Regions from separate parts of the Mus musculus genome. Here region 2 is linked to region 1. Evidence: chromatin contacts called from public promoter capture Hi-C data. All regions are on one chromosome and are shown on one strand. Each heading gives the region's core, a stretch centred on a gene start, on an enhancer-like site or on the middle of the called end of the contact. The rest is flanking DNA. Distances are from core to core; before and after follow the strand shown.

What was found. Promoter capture Hi-C pulls out the DNA fragments that hold promoters and counts their contacts.
Region 2: a promoter capture Hi-C map of liver shows a contact between it and region 1, with 2.7 times the contacts expected there. The contact joins the enhancer-like site here to the promoter of Med9os in region 1. A contact is called at or near these places in 6 of 39 promoter capture datasets (the HPC-7 cell line, cranial neural crest, embryonic stem cells and 3 more), 3 of 484 Hi-C or Micro-C datasets (cerebellar granule neurons, cortical neurons and nephron progenitors), 2 of 115 datasets of contacts at active chromatin or transcription factors (astrocytes and large pre-B cells) and 2 of 9 other capture datasets (liver and macrophages).

What each region holds. Positions count from the first base shown.
Region 1 is chr11:59,946,682-59,949,866 of GRCm38.p6, forward strand. It overlaps Med9os (mediator complex subunit 9, opposite strand), which reads right to left and starts at 1,466. Exons shown (of 2, transcript NR_045273.1): 1 at 1,143-1,466; 2 at 211-415. It overlaps Med9 (mediator complex subunit 9), which reads left to right and starts at 1,533. Exons shown (of 2, transcript NM_138675.3): 1 at 1,533-1,797. The coding sequence starts at 1,586.
Region 2 is chr11:60,300,426-60,303,610 of GRCm38.p6, forward strand. All of the region lies in intron 1 of Tom1l2 (target of myb1-like 2 (chicken)), which reads right to left. Among named protein-coding and RNA genes, the nearest start is that of Gm38501, 43 kb to the left of the region's middle. Within about 2 kb of position 1,521, at least 131 of the 459 cell types and tissues checked have an H3K27ac peak or open chromatin away from gene starts, as enhancers often do. A contact at or near this core is called in the HPC-7 cell line, astrocytes, embryonic stem cells and 1 more, where this site is marked.

The DNA of each region.
Region 1 (3,185 bases), core at 216-2,715:
TGAATTCTGAATAAAAGCTCACATTAACATTTTGAATCAAAAGTTACAGATCAGGGAGGAGCCTGGCATCACATACCTGTAGATTTTAGACATAGACTTGGTGTCAAGGAAGCTCTGTGGCTTTGTGATCCTGGGGCTGCTATTATAGCCCTGTAAACTTTTGTTTCTTTTTCTATAAAATGGAAAACTAAGATATACCTTCCAGAGTTTCTCGGTGGATTAAATGAGGGTTTTAATGGTTTCTCGTCACTTTCATTCCACAGTAGTAGTGATAGCTACTGTTTGCTAACACTGCCGTTTTACCATGCATTCTCCCAGATGTCTCCAGAGGTGTCTTCAAGTCTTTTCTGGCACACCTGGTTCCATCTTAGACCATTCTCTTCTCCCTTCTTCCTCAGGAATCATGGCCCTTCCCCTAAGGTGGAGAGGTCCTGGGTTAGAAGGAAATCCTACAGTTTCCTGCAGTGAGAAATGTTCTTCTAATCAGACACTTAGTTCCACAGGGGCCTGTATTCCCTAACTCCACTCCCCCCACCCACCTTTCCCTTTGGGTGATTAGCCCATTGAGTCATATTGAGAAGTTGTGTTCCCACTAATGGGATGAAATGCACCTAAGCCTGAGATGGAAGAAAGTGGCCATTTTGTTGAGTGTTTCTGCTATCTTATCTTGAGTTCTGGTGCACTCATTTTCAAGAAATAAATAAATCACCTTGTTTCACTTTGTTTCTGTCTTCTTTTGAGCAACACTGAGATTATTCTTTTCCTGACAGTGCCTCTGTTTAGAGAACTATCTGCAGCTCTGAAGAAAACAATTCTGAGACCTGTAGCTAAAAAACCTGAAAACACCATTGTGAAGTTCCACGTTCCTGCTTCTTTTTGTTTCTGAGATGTGGGCTCCTGGCCTCTCTTTACTGACATGGTTCCTGTCATCAAAGACAGATGTCCTCTCCCAGTTGACAGCTTCCCTAATCCCTGATTTTTGTTAGTCAGAATCAGAATTACTGCTACCCTTGTCCAGAAAATTTTTAATGGAGCCCATTTGCTTGAAATGAATAAATACAAGCCTATCGTAAAGTTCTCCTATTTGGTCCAAGATCTTAGTCTTATATACGTATGTAGTCTGGCACCTGCTAGATGCATACCAAATGCTTGAAGAACGATTAGTTTTCCCCTTGGCAGCCGTGTGGAACTAGTTTGTATGGCCTGTTTTGCTGTCGCCAGTCTGGGGCCCTCCTGGAGGCTAGCATGACACAAAGACGTGTAAGTCCTTGTCATCTGGATGCTCGCTGCCGCAGAGCCTCAGTTTCACACGGTGCTCACCAGCGTCATCCGTTCTTCCTGCCAGTCCCGGGGGTCCTCGTTGGTGTTTTGACCTCTCTCTGTCATGTGAACTAGAAAGATGACTGGAGTAGATTCCCTAATCCTGACTACTCAATTTAGCTTTCCCGACACCCGTCGCCTAGCAACGCCCGCCCGCCTACGCCCAGGGCGCAGACTCAGAGTTTTTTCCCGCCCGGCCTCCCCGGGCGCGCAGTTGTGACGCAAGCACCCAGCGCCCCTCGGCAGCTGCTGGACTCCTGGTGCTATGGCTTCCTCTGGGGTGGCGGGTGGGAGACAGGCCGAAGATACGCTACAGCCACCGCCCGAGCTGCTGCCGGAGTCCAAGCCGCCACCACCGCCTCAGCCTCTGCCGGTCGCTGCGCTCCCGCCGCCGGCGGCTCCGCGGCCTCAGTCCCCCGCTGGCGCGAAGGAGGAGAATTACTCCTTTTTGCCGTTGGTTCACAATGTCATCAAATGGTAAGGGTCTAGGAAAGGTTAAGACACCACTTTTTGCGACTCTAGTGTCCCTGGTTCCGAGCTGCCAAAGCCCGTGGGCTCTGGACCACGCCCCATTTTCCCAGAGGGCCCACGTTGTCAGGCGCCTTAAGAGTTACACTTTACTCCCGGGTGAAGCCCACGTACTGATCAAATGCATAGATAGGTTCTGCAGTGTCCCATCCCAGATCCTGCAGTGACTTGGGGATGGGTCTTAAGTCCTTACACATAGCCCGAAGGCAATTTTATACAGTTGTTTTAATTCGCCTGCGTTTTGACTGTTCGCATGAAGCCCAGAGCGGAATTTCTCACTTGTGGCATTATATGAGCCCCGAAAAGTGTTCGAATTTTGGTGGACCTCAGACGTTCAGACTCGAGATTCTCACCGTGTACACAGTTTAGTACCCATTTCAATGCGAGGCATCTTACCTGTGTGGGCTCTGTTAGGTACTAGGGTTGTACACCGTAAAGAAAGGAGCAGCCATTTACCCTTACAGGGCTTAACGGTTACAAGCAAAGAAAAACAAACAAACATTCTTAAAAGTGGAGAGATGGCGCACACCTTTAATCCCAGCACTTGGGAGGCAGAGGCAGGCGGATTTCTGAGTTCGAGGCCAGCCTGGTTTACAGAGTGAGTTCCAGGACAGCCAGGGCTATCCAGAGAAACCCTGTCTCCAAACAAACAAGTGGAGAGGGGAGAAGTGATGCTAGGAAACATTTGAAACGAAGACACAGAAGTTGCTCTGAATGATTGTGTCCCACTATTAACTTTATTCTAATAATTCTAATAGAATATACAAGGATGTATGGTCTTTTAGGCCCAAAGTCTCCAGTCTCCATGATGGCCTATGTTTTTGCTCACTCCATATACGCTTGGGTCATTTCCAAGAGGTACACTTTTTGGTGCAAGCATTCTCAAGTGTGCTTTGATAAACTTAGGTGACGCGGAACAGTTACTGCCTGGTGCCTCTTTGTGCAGTCAGGATTCTTAGCAACACTGGGAGTTGGACAGGTTGGTGGGTAAGAGCACTCGCGGTACAAACGGCACAAGGATCTGAGTTCCAATCCTCAGCGTCCACATAAAAAGCCAGTCATGGCTGCTCGTGCCTGGAGCCCCAGCGTCCCAGCGCTACAGACAGATCTCAAGAGCTCTGGCCAGGCTGCCTGGCTGACACTGTTAACTTCCTATTTAATATGAGACCCTGTCTCTAGGCAACAAGGCGAAGCGCTACAGTATAATACATCCATAAACTAGTGACATCATTATTTATTATCATTATCAAGCATTAAGAACTACCTGTAATTGTATAGGTAATACTTTTTATCCATCAGGCAGTATACTTTTTTTTTTTTCACACTCTTGTGAGTGG
Region 2 (3,185 bases), core at 271-2,770, 350 kb after region 1:
TTCCTTGTACACTATGCAGAGCTAGTAGACTGAATCCCACACAGGTTGTGTAACTTACTGAGGCCAGCATGACTTTAAACAGTAGTTCTAACTGGGTCACCTTGAACAATACAGAACAAAGCTTGCCAAGGGAGACATGCAAACAGAATGACCAAATGCAGTGGGGAGTGAGCATCTTCCTAGCTTAGGAGATTTTACTGTAGAAAAAGAAAGTTAATGCCATGTAGCTTTTCTTTCTCGGTGCTGGAAATGACAGCATGACGATGTTTGCTTTAACAGGGTGGGCTCATGGGGAGAGCCTGACACCGTGTCACCCCCACACACTGACAGTTCACGTATGTGAGAAGGGTGATACAGCCGAGTTTCCCATGGAAGTGAAGAACGGTACCAGTCCTCCTCCTCCCCCTCCCTTCCACTCCTTTGGAGGCCAGGCCCTGTAGGCAGGCAGATCCTTTCTTGATAAAAACATTCCCAATCACTAACTGACAGGTCAAGCAAAACTTCTCTGGAGAATACACTGGAACAAAAAGCAATTTGGCTTCATGAAAGTGACCAAAGCAGCACTGGGAAACCGTCAGCTTTCATTTGGATGACCAGGTATTCCCACTTAGGAATCAATTACAATAGACTGGAGCTACAGCTTAGTGGAGATGAGGACCCTGCTTCCATTTTTAATACCATAGAAAATGAAGAGTCACGACTAATTTATTTTTGGTGTGGTAATAACCATGGACTGATTATTATTGAGGCTCAATGAGTAATACGTGGGGATCGTTATAATCATCATTTCCCTTTTTTGTGTGTTTGGAACTTTCCATAAGAAAAAGAAAAAAGCCAAGGAGAAAGCATAAGGCCATTCATAACTTTAGCCTGGCCATAGATGCCTGAGGAAGGAAGGAAGGAAGCGGGGAGAAGAAGCGCCAACTGCAAGCATGCATCATTGAGAAAAACTGCTCTTCCCAACAAATGAGAGGACAGCTATGCAATGAGGGTACATCAACAAGGCAAGAATGCTATGTAGCTTTTAAAAATGATAAATACTTTGGCCTAGTTGCTAAGTGGAAATGAGCAGTGGAATGCTAAGCAGAAAGGCAGCAGCACAAAATATTATGTGCATACTAATAACAAGGTAAAAATGCATGCCTCCATAATGGGAAGGCTCACAGGAGACTGCAGAAGCCACATCCTCCCTTTAACACACAGCTTCGGTGGCCTCCTATTAGTGAGGGAGGCCACCCCCACAAGTGCACTTGCAGAATTAATTGTGCCCCTCTGGGATCCCTATGATGGGCTCGCTTACTCTCTATGGCTTAAATAATGTCTTTCCACAGACTTGCCTTCCCTGATAGACAGCGAGTTCTACCTGCACACAGCAGGTAGTCAGTGATGTCTGACCAAAAGAGTAGAACATAAATAGCTACTGTCTGAAATGTCTCAGGGAATTCTTCCTTCAGAGCTACTCACACCCACAGGAACCATTCAGGAAAAGCATTCCTTGGTGGTAATCAGAGAACAATGCCTCCAGTTCTGATTCACAAAGTGCTGCCTGCACTGTGGGCAACACAAAGCCAGGCAGACTTCCTGTCCAGACCCGCAAGCAAATGAGTCTCACTGCTGTGGCTCCTGATACTTAACTCCCCAGGTACAGCTGGGGAACAGGCCTCCCCTCAGCCCGACACTGTGGTGAGAAGTAAGGGCAGGAGGGCAGCCAGGACCATGGCCACTCCTAGCTCTGTGCAGGGAGGGTGTTAGATCACACTGGAGCTTCAGGGGCTCCTGAGGGCAACAGCAGGGACAGTCCAGGGCCTTCCGGTGGGGTATCACCTGTTCTTAGCTACCCAGATGCCGCCCCATCCCTCCTGCCTACAGGTGCTTTGAGTAACAGGCTTGAGGAGAGGGCTGATATTTTAGGATGCCAGAAAGAAATTCAGATAGCCACTGTTCAGAGCAGCAGTGTGGGGCAGGGGACCGTGCCACTAGACAGGAAATCTGGTAAGGTCAAGTGGATTCAGGAGCTCCAGCAATTTTCATAATTGAGAACGGTAGGCATTAAATCTACCCTCAACCAGGTTCCTGTTCTGAAACATGTGACCATGACACCCCACGGAGAGGACTGTTACAATCAGTCTCTTAGGGACAACACCTGCAGTCCTTCCCCATGCAGATAAGGCATCCCTGACATCTCAGACCAAGGCAATAGAAAGCATCTGCCTCTAGATCCCACCCCACCCCAACACGTTTATAAGGCCCTATCCTCAAGGAATAAGGTGCACAAGTTATTTCACCAAAGATTGTCTGAGTGCCTGTCTTACCGATCGAGCTGTAACACTCCAGGGAAGAGGGTTCTCTCTTGAATCTTTCATCTGGATCTTAACCTGACCCAACCAGCAGAGTGCTGGAGCCTACGGCAGCCACTTCCTCCTCCGTAGCTCCAACCTTTGCCCCTAGTTGCCTACTGCATCCTGACACGACACCTGACTGCCATCAACTTCACAGCAGCAGCTGTGGAAGAGGCCCTGCAGCCTGCCTTGCTCTGGCTTCCTCTCAGAGAGCTGCAACTCTTTGGCTGCTCTGGCCAGGGCCAGAGCTCCTTGGATCCCCATAGACAGTGCCCGGTATACAGACCAGCACTTTGTTTAACTCTTCTTAAATAAGATGTCTGAGAATCTGGTAGACTTTTCTAGAAAAGCTCTCACACACAATTCTACACACCTTCTCAACAGGTTCTTCACTCAAACCAAACCACGGTAGCTACTAACAGGAATGTTAAAAATAATATGGATGCTCACGAATAGCAAGACAGTGGCCAGGCCTAAGGTGAAGTTGTTACCTTGATGTGCAGCAGCTCTCTAGGAAAAGCTTAGTTCTGTGCATTTGTGAAGACCCCCAGCACAGAGAGCTGCCCTGACTCCATGCCTGTATTCAGGGAAGGCAGGAGAGTGGGTCTCACTTGGATGCTCTGATCTGAGCCCATGCTGTTCTTCTCAAGGCCCTAGAAGACAAGGCTGTTATATGCTACCCATCAGGCAGTCATTCTGCTGAGCTACCTTCAATGCACCAGACCTGTGAACGCATAAGCTTTATTTAGCTCATTTTTCTAACAACTCCCACCCCAAATTGGTTGAGGTGGTGCTAGGGAACCAGCAAATCAAAGACTTGCAAGAGTGATGAAAAGGGGAATCCAG